2 separate regions of the Sus scrofa genome follow, and region 2 is linked to region 1. Evidence: chromatin contacts called from public HiChIP or PLAC-seq data. All regions are on one chromosome and are shown on one strand. The core of a region is the stretch at or near the end of the contact, and the rest is flanking DNA. Distances in the headings are between cores, read along the strand shown. Region 1 overlaps BICC1 (protein bicaudal C homolog 1). Region 2 overlaps BICC1 (protein bicaudal C homolog 1).

What was found. HiChIP or PLAC-seq counts read pairs in DNA pulled down with a chosen protein or histone mark.
Region 2: an H3K27ac HiChIP or PLAC-seq map of skeletal muscle shows a contact between it and region 1, with 2.7 times the contacts expected there. The contact joins two enhancer-like sites. A contact is called at or near these places in 1 of 47 Hi-C or Micro-C datasets (heart right ventricle) and 1 of 2 datasets of contacts at active chromatin or transcription factors (skeletal muscle).

The regions. Positions count from the first base shown.
Region 1 is chr14:61,869,691-61,875,846 of Sscrofa11.1, forward strand. The region is part of intron 1 of BICC1 (protein bicaudal C homolog 1); the gene reads left to right. Among named protein-coding and RNA genes, the nearest start is that of BICC1, 79 kb to the left of the region's middle. Within about 2 kb of position 4,426, at least 15 of the 83 cell types and tissues checked have an H3K27ac peak or open chromatin away from gene starts, as enhancers often do. A contact at or near this core is called in skeletal muscle, where this site is marked.
Region 2 is chr14:62,041,080-62,047,359 of Sscrofa11.1, forward strand. The region is part of intron 3 of BICC1 (protein bicaudal C homolog 1); the gene reads left to right. Among named protein-coding and RNA genes, the nearest start is that of BICC1, 250 kb to the left of the region's middle. Within about 2 kb of position 3,057, at least 12 of the 83 cell types and tissues checked have an H3K27ac peak or open chromatin away from gene starts, as enhancers often do. A contact at or near this core is called in skeletal muscle, where this site is marked.

The DNA of each region.
Region 1 (6,156 bases), core at 3,176-5,675:
ACAAAAACAAAAAAAATCCCCCCAAATCTAATTTGATGGTTTATAATTTTTTTGGTTCTTTTTTTGAAGGTATTCATAGATAACATAGGTGAGTTTCCTCCTTCAACAGCCTTATTGCAGGTAATGTCTAACTACTAAAATTTCGCATGGGATTCTGCCTTATTCACGAGCAAGGCCCGGTACAACTAAGCCCTGTGATGTCATAGCTTTCTGTCCCTTTGGGTACTCCTGAAGTCCTTGTATGAGACGTTCACTCAAGCCAGAGGGAAGTCATACAAGCAGCATGATGTGACTTCTGGTCAACCCTTGCATTGGAACTCATAAGCCTAGATGCCAATCCAGAGGGGTTGGGCCACTGGAGTCTCTCAGTTCATGTGCCCTGTTTGGTCAAGGGCTGGAGTACCCCGTAGTCTTTCGTCAGTACACATTTTAAAAACATTGCTATTTCACCCATGAAAATAACTTTTAACACTCATTTTGCTAATTAACAAAGCCTCTGGTATTTATGAAAGAGAAAGAAAAATAAAATTCAGACATCTACTGGCTGACCTTGGGGTGTATCCTTCTTTTTTTTTTTTTAAACAAGTCTTCTTTGGAAAAATTATTTATTTAAAGATATAGTATTTCAGTTTTTGCAAGAAAAATTTTCTTTTTTTTTTTGTTTTCATTAACCTTAAGGCTTTGTTTCTCTTTTTTGAATGTTTTGCTTTTTTAAATTTAATTTTATTAGCATATAGTTGATTTACAATGTTGTTTTAGTTTCAGGTGTATAGCAAAGTGAATCTGTCATACATATAAATATGTCCATTCATTTTTCCTATATAGGTTATTACTATTGAGTAGATTTTCCTGAGCTATGCAATAGGTTCTCGCCAATCATCTGTTTTCTACAGCAGTGTGTATTCATTATTCACACTCTTCGAATTCTTCCTTCCCCCCAACAGTTTCTATGGTAAACATAAGGTTGGTTTTGAAGTCTCTTTGTTTCTGTTTTATAAATAAGTTCTTTTGAATCTTTTTTTTGTTAGGTTCCACATGTAAGTGATCTTATATGATATTTGGAGTGAGTCCTTCTGCGTGGACTCTTGCAGAAGCTAAGCAAGCATGCCGGGAGTGTTCTCAGCCAGAGTAACCAGCCATTCTTGGGGTGTGGGTCAGAACCAGCCAACATGCATTGGATCACATGAGCTGTGCTGAAATCTTTAAAATATTGCTACAGACAATACAATAGGAGGATGTTTTGTCATTATTCTTGTATGTGAGAACCAGGTTGGGAGATGCATTTGGACCTACAAATGTTGAAATATAAAGAACATTTTTGTGGTTGATGGGAGAAATGGGAAACACATTTGATGTTAAGAAGGGCTTGGAAAACCTGGACACGTGGTTGCCAGAGAACAGGGCTTTTCAGGTCCGGTCCCCCCCGCCCCCGCCCCGGGCAGAGGCAACTTAGAAGTGAGCTAAAAACACAGAAAATAGTCTAATAAACTTCTTTTTTGCATAAAGCAGAAATGCATACTAAAGTAAGGTATATTTACAAATAACGGAGTTGATGTATGTCTGGCTCACATATTAAAATGTACACAATCCTTTCACTTTCAGCAACAGTTTTTAAACATTTGGTCTCATGACCCTTTTAGATTTAAAAAAGTATTTAGGACCCCAAAAGAGATGTCATTCATATAGGTTATAACTCTTGATACTCTCTATTAGAAATGAACATTCAAGAGTTCCCTCATGGCCTTGTGAGTTAAGGCTCTGGTATTGTCTCTGCTGTGGCTCAGGTTCGACCCCTGGCCCTGGAACTTCTGCATTCTAGGGGGCATAGCCCCCCCCCCCAATAACATTGAGAAATTTTAATGTATTTGTCAGTGCATTGAAACTTAACTCTAAAGCCATTGCATGTTAATTCAAAATTTTTTTTCCATGAAAAATTCTTAGTTTCAAAATAAGGCTTTTGGTGAGATGGGTGATATTGTTTTATATTTTTGCAAATCTCTTTCAAATCTCATGTACTGGAAGCCAACCAAATTCTCATGCCTGTGTCTGCATTCAGTCTGTTGCACTATTACTCTTTATGTAGCCTCTGAAAAATTTTATTGTACACTTGTGAGGAAATAAGAATGAAAAAGGCAGAGACTGACTTATTATTATGAGCACAGTTATGATCCCTGTACCCTCAGAAAGGATGTCAAGAATCCCCAAGGGTCCTGGACAACACTGGGAGAACTTTTGCTCCGTAGTTTCGGCACATGCCCACTATTTGATGTGGTCCTTCCGCTAGTTCTGAGAAGTGAGTTGTATCTTTATCTTATTCGGAGGAAATCTGAGATTCCTACCCTTGAGTACACAGAATTGTGCCAGTTCCACAGCTGCTAGTGCAGCCTGTTTTAATTTTTTTGGCCGCACTCAGGGCATACAGAAGTTCCTGGGTCAGGGATCAGACCCAAGCCACAGCAGCAACAGTGCCGGATCCTTAACCCACTAAGCCATTGGGAACTCCCAGTTTTTTAAATGAGGATTTTCTGATGGTTCTGCTTGTGTGATAGTGATTTTTCAACATGTGCCTTTGTTTACCATCACTGTGTTGACTTCCTAATCAAAACTGAGATTCCAGGGAGAGGGACACATTCACCACTACTGAGGAAACCTCACCATGAGAGATTTATTGTTTGCAGAGAGTTGCTGCTTTGGGTGATTTTCCAAACATTCGTATATCAAGTTTTCACTAATATTTTGATGTTTGATGAGCGTATAAGAATAAGTAGTACTATTTACTGTGGGTTTTTTTTTTTTTGTATATGCTTTATTTAAATAGGTTATTTCAGGAAGGTCAAAATAAATTTTCTCACCTTACGTGGCTTATATTTCACACCTTAGACAGGAAAGTGGATTTGGCAGAGTGTCATTGAGCCCCCGAATTAACTATATTTATCCTCTCTACAAACTTGTGCCCTCGCGGAGGTCAGAGGAAGTCTCTTTCCCCAGTCTTTCAGGCACAAATCTATTGTGGAGGAGTTTGATTTGAAATTTTAAAGTTACAGTGGACTGCTACTTATTGTTCCTTGTACTTTTCCTTTAATAGTCAATGAAAATGAATTATGAGAAAAATGAAAATTATCAGTAAAAGCAGCAAAGATGAGCCCCATTTTTATTTATTTTTTATTTTTTTATTTTTTTTTTTTTTTTCTTTTTTTTTTGTTGTTGTTGTTGCTATTTCTTGGGCCGCTCCCGCGGCACATGGAGGTTCCCAGGCTAGGGGTTGAATCGGAGCTGTAGCCACCGGCCTACACCAGAGCCACAGCAACGAGGGATCCAAGCCGTGCCTGCAACCTACACCACAGCTCACGGCAACGCCGGATCGTTAACCCACTGAGCAAGGGCAGGGACCGAACCCGCAACCTCATGGTTCCTAGTCGGATTCGTTAAGCACTGCGCCACGACGGGAACTCCCCATTTTTATTTTTTAATTTCATATACATATGGCTACTCTTTCAAGTTGCTGTAAAAATTTCCAAATGCTTACCCTCACTTCTGTATGATTTGACGTCCCCTCCCTGCTGTCAGGGAGCAGACCACATTTCAAGTAGCACCCTTGCTGTCCATCATAACCTCTGTAACTTCTCATGTAGCCCAAACCCAGATTTTAGTCATTTTATATCCTGCCTTCCATCCTTAACCTCAGTTTAATTAGAGAATTCTCCTAGGTTCGTCTCTGCCTTCTCAGATAATATTTAAATAGTGCTGTACCTTAGAAACTTATGTTACAAAAGTAAGGCATGTATATACAAAGTATAATATTCAAAAGGGATCACTACCATTCCAAAAATACATTCACACATAAATTCAAGTAACATCATTCAGTGCCCTGTTTTCTCACTTAACAAGATAGCAGCACTGAGTTTGTGGGGGCAGGGGCGCAGGGGAGAGAAAGCAAAGTTTTTCCCAGATGGCCTGCGTTAAGGGAAGGAATGAGTGGTTGCTTTTTTTCTTGACGGGGTTCTTAGGTAGTCATTTTATTGAAGACTTGTAAGTGAGGGGAGGACAGTTACAGCTGGTCAGAGGGGGCAGCTGCTAAGAAACAGAGAGACCACAGGATCCAGAAGGTCGGCCAGGGCCAGAGGAGGCTCTAGCAGATAGAGAAAGCTGCTTCTCTATGATGAGATGAGGTTGGTATCCAAGCTGCCCAGCTGTCAGCTGGAGCTGACATTGCCACGGTCAGCACTGGGATTTCTCTGGGCACTGACCATTTATTGGGTGCCAGGCAGGGGCCGGTTCCTTTTCATGTAACCTCGCTTAATCCTCAAGACAGACCCAAGGAGGAGGACAAGAGGTAAGTTTTGTTCAAGGGCACGGAGCTAGTAAGTAGAGAGGCTGGGATGGGAATCCATGCCTCTCGCTCCTTCCACATAAGCTACAAATTGAAAAGATCAGGAGTTGAGGCTGCCGTGGGCCCACGTGAGGGCTGTTGTATGTGGGGACTTACTCGCTCCAGGAGAGCTAGCTTCCTACCAGCACTTCTCCAGATAAAGAAGATGGACGATGAAGTGTCTTGTTTCCAGAAACATTTTTAAGGAAATCAGAGAGAGGCCAAAAGGGACTTAAGTTTCTCCAGAGAGGAAGTTGAGAAACTCAAGGATAGCAAACCACTAATGCCAGATGTTATTTATCCAAAGGTTTTTGGCTACATTGCAGTGCTTTCTGGATCTCTGCTAGTTCCCTGCAATCTTTCTGAAGCCGCTTTGAGTTTTAAAAATATACGTACCTGAATTTGAAACCATGGACATCGAATCCCAAATATGCTCTTAAAACCCTAAATTCTTTGTAATAACAATGGTGGAAGCACAGAAGGAATCTCTCCAAATGATTATTTGAAGTATTACTGTGTTCCAAGTGGAAAAAATATTTCTGAACTGGCAACTATTTCAGCTAGAGTAAGTAAACTGTGTTTTCGCTTTAAAAAAAAAATCACATTTAGTGCTCTTACTGTATATACATGGAATGTTTCCTACTTAAAATTTTAATTATTCCTTGATGGAAGGCTAAAAGGAGGTTTTCACTGCAGCTGTCTTTGACTTTTCTATCTAAATGATAGCAGAAGCTTTTATATTTAGTCATAGGGCAAAAAAGAAGTTACATATTCCCCTGTAGTGGGTGTGGAGAGGTGGATGTGAGGGTTAGTGCAACTAAAATGTTTCTGATAAAAAGGACTGTTGATTTGTGACCTCAGTTTCCTAATTATCCTTCTTTTCCTGTGTGACATTTTCAGTTACATTCCAATGTTAACATCTTTACTTTTGATCATTTTTCCCTTTTCATTTAGAGAGTGTTTTCAAGTTATTATTTCTTGTGAGACTCTAGTAAAAGAATCTCTTCTAATTGTTGCTTTTTCTTTTTCTTTTGTCTTTTTGCCATTTCTTGGGCTGCTTCCTGCAGCATATGGAGGTTCCCAGGCTAGGGGTCAAATTGGAGCCGTAGCCACCAGCCTATGCCAGAGCCACAGCAACTCGGGATCTGAGTCGTGTCTGCAACCTACACCACAGCTCATGGCAACACTGGATCCTTAACCCACTGAGCAAGGCCAGGGATCAAACCCGCAACCTCATGGTTGCTAGTTGGATTTGTTAACCACTGCGCCATGACGGGAACTCCAGCTTTTTATTTTTCTACCAGAACATTCTGCAATCTGCCTTTCTGTTCCCCAACACAGACATACCCCTAGGTCCTGGGCTAGGGCCCACCTTGTATTCCAGTACCCCTCCCTAATTGATAGGATACTTGGAAGTGTTATTCAGCTCAATCTGTTTTTCTTCTTAATAAGGAGTGATTCAGAAATTTTCTCTTTGATGCTGGCTATTGAAAAGGTGCCTAAAATAATAGTCCACATTCCTGCCTCAGTAAGTGCAGTAGAAATGATTGTCTCCTGATGGCAGAAAACTTGGTTGTGTTGGAGAGCCTTTTCCAGATAGTGCTTCTTCTTAAATGTGGGGCCAGTGGAGCTTGAAAAGGAGTGGAAAGAAACAGCTTCTGGAACAACTGCCAGAGAGGCCAGGGACCTGGTTGCTGTGTCCCCCCAACTCAGCATCAGAAAAGCTCAGAATCCATGCCTGAGCCATGCTCCCCTCCCCACAGTGTGTGGAATAGTCACATGTGTGC
Region 2 (6,280 bases), core at 1,807-4,306, 170 kb after region 1:
TCATGAAGTAACATGGTTAGTAGGAACTATTTCATCTTTTTCTTTTTTTGGGTGCGGCGGAGGGGAGCTGTATGTGTATTTGTATGTGTATGCATGCCCATGTGTGTTAGGGATGCAATATTTATCAGTTAAAGTGTGAAATATGTCATTATTAGAGCAAGCACATCAGTACTGCTAGAAAAATACAGGCCCAGGAACTAATAGAGCCCCAGGTATAACTGGGACAAACTGTTAGAATGCATACTCTGCTTACATTTTCATTTTTCTTTTTCTTTTTTGCTGTTTAGGGCTGCACCCACAGCATATGGAAGTTCCCGGGCTAGGAGTCGAATTAGAGCTACAGCTGGCGGCCTATACCACAGCCACAGCAACTCGAGATCTGAGCCATGTCTACGAGCTACATCACAGCTCATGGCAATGCTGGATCCCCGACTCATTGAGCTAGGCCAGGGATTGGACCTGTATCCTCATGGATACTAGTCAGATTCATTTCTGCTTTGCCACAATGGGAACTCCTTAATTTTCCTTTATTAAACCATGAATACTTCAAGTTTTGTTTCTAAGAGGCAATTAAATTTGATTTATTTTTAAAGTGCCTGAAACCTTCATCCATTCACACCTAGATTTGGAACCCAAAATCCACAGGCTCAGTATTTTTAGGTGATCTGATTCATGTGGGAATTGAGACTGAACATGTAGCATGCCAACAGGGTGCATTTATTTTTTTCCTGAAAATCAAGTAAAGAGAAGGTGTTAAAATGGAAGCAAGCCTCCCTGTCTGTTACAAACTGCTCTGCAGTATGCTTTACTGTGATTTAACATGAGCAGTTAAACTGCAGTTTTGCTTATCTTTAAATGCAGAATTGAGTGTTGTGTGCATTTTTTTCTTTTATACCTCTTCAGGTAAGGAGGGAAATGGCCAGGCACCCCCCCCCCCCCCGCCAAAAAAAAAAAAAATCCCAGTTTGGTGTAATTATAGTTTAGAATTACAGGCATTTCTCAATTGCACAATTAAGTCTGAAATAGTTCACCTGAGGCATGGGTAGCCAACTGTGTGGCAGTTGGGCTTTGTGGACTTGTTGGTTTAAACATATAAACAAACCTAAGTTGTTGTTATCAGAGTTGGATTCATGGCATTGTCACTATATTGTTATGTAGTTTTCTTATACCTGGAAGTGTCTGGGGCCAGAGTTTGAATATCTGCCTACAAAAGAAGTCAGTAGATGGACCTTGATTCGGTCCCATAAGCACAGGGTTCAGGACTTGTCAGCTGTCCTGGTGTCCATTCGAGGCCAGCTCCACCCTGACAGCCCCTGGACCCTGAACCAGGTCTCAACAAGAATGATGAGAGAGGAGCTTTCCTCCAACACCATTACCTCACTTGGCTACAGGGCCACCATCTGTCTCATGTCACTTCTTCCTAAATCTTTCTCTGATGCTCAGATCTGCCATTGAACATTTTAGAGATGCTGTTGACTGTAGAAGTAGTTTTGATTATTTTCAAGAACACATTTGTTCTCTGTGTTAGGAAACATTTTCAAAAGCGTAGTGTGGGCATCCTTGTGTTACTTTGGGGGTGGAGGTGGGTGTTGGGTTGCCCACCATAGATCAGACACTTGCAGTCATGGCTGCAAAGAATGGAAAGCTCGGTCGGTCAGCAGGAGTTTCCAAAAGCAGACCTTATTGTTTCCTGGAGGTCAGCAGCCCAGGGCCAGTTTCACTGACTGATGACGTTCATGGCCAGGGACCCAAGTGTTTGCGTGCTCTTTGTCACATGTTGGTCTTTGTCATGCTTGTCATGTGTGGCCACTCAGGGGTCAGGAGGCAGAGGAGGAGGAAGGCCTGAGTGGTGTCCCTCACGTTTTCCTCTGCAACTTAGACGGCCTCTGCTGATCTCCCATCAGATCAGTGGCTGAGTTATCTTAATTTTATTTTTTTTATTCGATTTTACCTTTCAGGTGTAGATCTTTATCTATCTGGGATGTGTTTTAGTATATGACGTGAGGTAGGGATCACATTTATTTCTGTAAAAGGAGCCAGATTTCTTAGCAGCCATTTCTAGGCAGTCTGTCCTTCCCTACTGATTTGTGATGTCATTTCTCTAGTTGACCGAGTTGATGTGTACACACACACACACACACACACACTCTCTCTCTCTCACTCTTCCTCCTTTATATTTTCCTGGAACTTGTTCTTTTTATCTCTAGGTATCTTCATATATGGCAGGCATGTTAACATGTCCTTTCCATTTTCTATTCTGTTCTAATGTTTTCTTTTTTCCTCTTTCTTACTTTCCCCATCCTAACATTGAACAGTGTGGCAGAGAAGGTGTCCTGCATACTCACTGGGTGTTAGAACTTATTAATTTTTGTGTTTGTTTCATTGATCACCACATTAAAAAGCAACCTTGAGGTATTAGGTGTAAAAGCAGCCTAGATTCAACAATACCCTAAAAACAGCAATATGAAAATCATAATTATCTACCGTCCACCACAGAAGTTTGAGGTTTGGCTTTGCCTTTTTTTATTTTTATTTTTATTTTTACTGCCAGATGGAGCAAAGTGGATGCCTAAGACTTTAACATAGTCCTGAACAGTGTTGCCTCTTCCTTACTCTTGTCTCCTCACATCCTTTACCTGACAGAAAATAATTAGTGTTTTGGGAATTTAGAGAGAATGACTTTATGAAGAAGCTTTTCTTTCCTTGTATTCTGAGAAGAAAGTGACTTTTTTGATTTTCTTGACTAGTCCTTGAAAGACTCTGAATAAATCTAGTAAATTCCCTCAGCAAACAAACTGGATAATCCTGAGGTGGGGAACTGCAGAAACCAGTCCCAGAGGATTAAAGCACCTTTGGTTGCAGGTTGTTGTAAATAACAACAAACCCTGCAGCTGTTTTCACATAGGCGGTTCCTCTTGGAGAGAAGTGTAGAGTCCCTTGGAGTTCTGTTCTGATTTCTGCCTAACTTGCCAAAGGTTGGCAACCTCTACTCAGTTGACGTCCCACACTGTAGGGAGCATCTCATCTGTGTCTGGAATGGGTGGTCCCCCGGGTGTGGCTGGGAAATTTTCCTGCTCTGGCCTGTACCTTCTGTTTCCTACTGTACCTGCTTTTAACGTCTGTGGGTGTGTGTCTGCTTGAACTCTAATTTCCAAGTTGAAATTTTTTACCTTCCAAATAACTGAGAGGAAAAAAAGAGGAAGCCCGAAAAGGGCCTTACTTTGGATGTGAAAATGCTTTTCTTGTAGCAGATCGAAATTGCAAGTGGGTCCCCTGCAGTCCTGAGGTTTATGGCTTGCAATTCCAGACGAATTACAGTATGTATTGCAGTCATTGTATTTTAGGTTACATCTGCTTTCTCTTAAAGTTCCTTGGTAAACTGAAACTGTGAGGCAGTGGAAGCCTGACTCCGAAAATTTTGAAAGGCAACTGTGTCCAGATCACAAGATTTTTTCTTTGTTTTTGTTTTCGTGGAGGAATTATTCTGGGGTTTGGTGACTATTTATTTAAACCAAGTACAAATGCAGGGAGCTAAATGGACAGCCTTATGAACTTTTTTTTTTTTTCAACTGCCAGGGCCTACATTTTAATGTCTACCCTGCTTTTGATCTCTAGCTCTTTTGTGTTTGGTCATCTTGGGGAAAGAGCGAGATGAGAGCATTTGTCCTCAGATTATACTCAGCCTTACAGTAGCCTCCGAGCTCCATGGCCTAGAAGTCAGTGGGGCTGTCAAGTTAAAAACTGAGAGAAGCTGGTTCCTTGCTGGACAGCTGAGACTCTTCATGTGACTTTGGTTTACTTTTGGTTGGGCTTCACATTACAGTACATTCGGTGAATTATTTCTTGGGTTCTGACAACCCTGCACCACTTCCTCTGTGTTAGGGATTTTCCATCTGAGGCCTTCAGGAAAAATTGCCCAGAGTTTGTGGAGACCCACAATTTTAAATAGACAAATGAAGACACACCTTAGGTTTGAATGGGTGTTTTTCAGTTATATTCCTGGATTATATATGTATTTTTTTCCCTTAAAATTTTTTTTCCCCTTTGTGATGTATTAAATGACATTTTGGAAGGGTGTCTTTAAATTGAGTTTTGGATTATGTTTCTAGATCAACTCTACTTGGTCAAGATTATTATCTTTTTACGTATTGTTGGATTCAGCTTGCTGATTTTTTTGGTTAAGAATTTTGCATCTGTATTCATGAAGTTTAGTTTTCTCTGATTTCTTTTGCGTGTAATGCCTTTAATGTCAAAGTTATGCTGTACCAGTCAATTGAGTTAGGAATTACTCCCTCCTCTCTATCGTTGTAAAAGGTTTATGGTTTGTATTTCTTCCAAATAGGATTGAAGAAATTCAAACATCTGGTCCTCGAATTTTCTTTGTGGAGAGGTATTTGAATATGAATTAAATATCTTTAATAGATACATTAAATAAATAATAAATAAATAAGTAGTGTTTGGGGGGAGCTCCCTGGTGGCTCAGTGGGGTGAGGATCCCTCATTGTCATTGTTGTGGCTTGCGTTGCTGCTGTGGTACTGGTTTGATCCCTGGCCCTGGAATTTCTGCCTGCCTTGGGTGCAGCCAAAAGCAATAAAAATAAATTGAGTCTTGGGCAAACCTTTGCAGTGGCAGTCAAGTCTGCATTGGACTCTGGTTTCCGGCAGCAGCATCCCTGCGCAGGGGCACCTCTGTCCCCAACAACCTGAGAGCCGCCCCAGTAAGCACAGCCACTGCCTGGCGATGAGGTCACCTTGCCCTTCTGCTGTCTCCTCCATGAGGTGAGCTCACTCTCCCTGTCGGTGCTCATGCACCCTCTGTCTGCATTTGCCCACCTTTGCTTTTGCCATTTTCCTCTCCATCTGTTCCCCTCACGTTTCCTTATACCTTTGCTTCTCACCCTCCGAAGGTCGGGCTTCCCCTTGTTCCATTTCCACTTGGATCTTGAAGGCTTACATCTTTTCCTTTGACAAACATTCTTTTTTTTTCTTATGTGACCTGTTCCAGCATCATCAAGCTGGAGACCTTTTTTTTTTCCCTCCCATTTCCCTTTCATAGTGTAGAAACCAGTAGCTCTTCTCCCTTCAAGATCAGTTGGAAAGGCTTCTTTTTGCTTTTCTGCTGTTCGCTAGTCCTTAGTGGACTGGACTCCTTGCTGCCTAGAAACCACAAGCATTCCTGTGTGAAATGAAACTTGTTATTGTGAGAGTGTGTGTGTGGGTAGGAGAGGGGGGCCTAGTGATATTTAGAGTCTGTGGCCTCTACCTCCCACAGGGTTTTCGTTAACATTTTGTTGATTTTAAGCTGTTCCTATAATTAGGACTAGTTTCCCGAGTTTACCTCTGGAAAACTAGGTTCCTTTCCTAGCAGGACGCCCCAGGACCCTCCCTGTTTCTTTGCTTCCTCTTGCCCTGGTCCTACCCTACCCCACACATTTTCAGTATGATCATACCTCTTTTTCACAGAGGTCATCAGAACTCTTTAGTACCTACTAGTGTTTTTGCTAGAATGTTTGCCATGATAACTTTAATGGCATATTAAGTTAGCAGTTGATTCCTTTTTGTGGAAAAGCAGGAATTTAATTAAATTATATTTGTACAGATATACCCGATTTAACACCTTGGCAACATTGAAGAGACCTTTTAAAATGGATTCATCTTAGAGTTCCCATTGTGGCTCAGTGGGTTAGGAACCCAACTAGTATCCATAAGGATGCATGTTTGATCCCTGGCCTCGCTCAGTGGGCTAAAGATCTGATGTTGCTGTGGCTGAGGTGTAGGCTGGCAGTTGCAGCTGATTTGACCTCTAGCCTGGAAACCTCCATATGATACAGGTGTGGCCCTAAAAATAATAAAATAAAATGGATTCTTTTCACAAAGAAAAGAAATAACTTTCTAGCATGTGTACTGTACTATATAAACCATACTGTCAAAACTTACCTGCCTGGAACCCAGACACCTATTAAATTCAATAACATGATTTTGTTGGACTTTAATGATAAGGAATGCTTGCATGGTATTTGCAAAGAATTTTCATAGGTGCTAACATGAAAAATTTCAATTTATCTTCTTGGTGCTTTAATTTCTTAATTGCTGTGATAAAACTTTTTATTATGTATGGAAATAACTGCAGTTAAAGTACACAATGCTGAACATAATTCACATGGATAATTCGATACCGCACTTTGGAATATACAAGAGGTGCACATAAAATAATGTCAATTCTCTGGCCCTGGCATGAAATCAGCCTCCTTGTGGGATGTTAATACCACCTGTTTCTTGT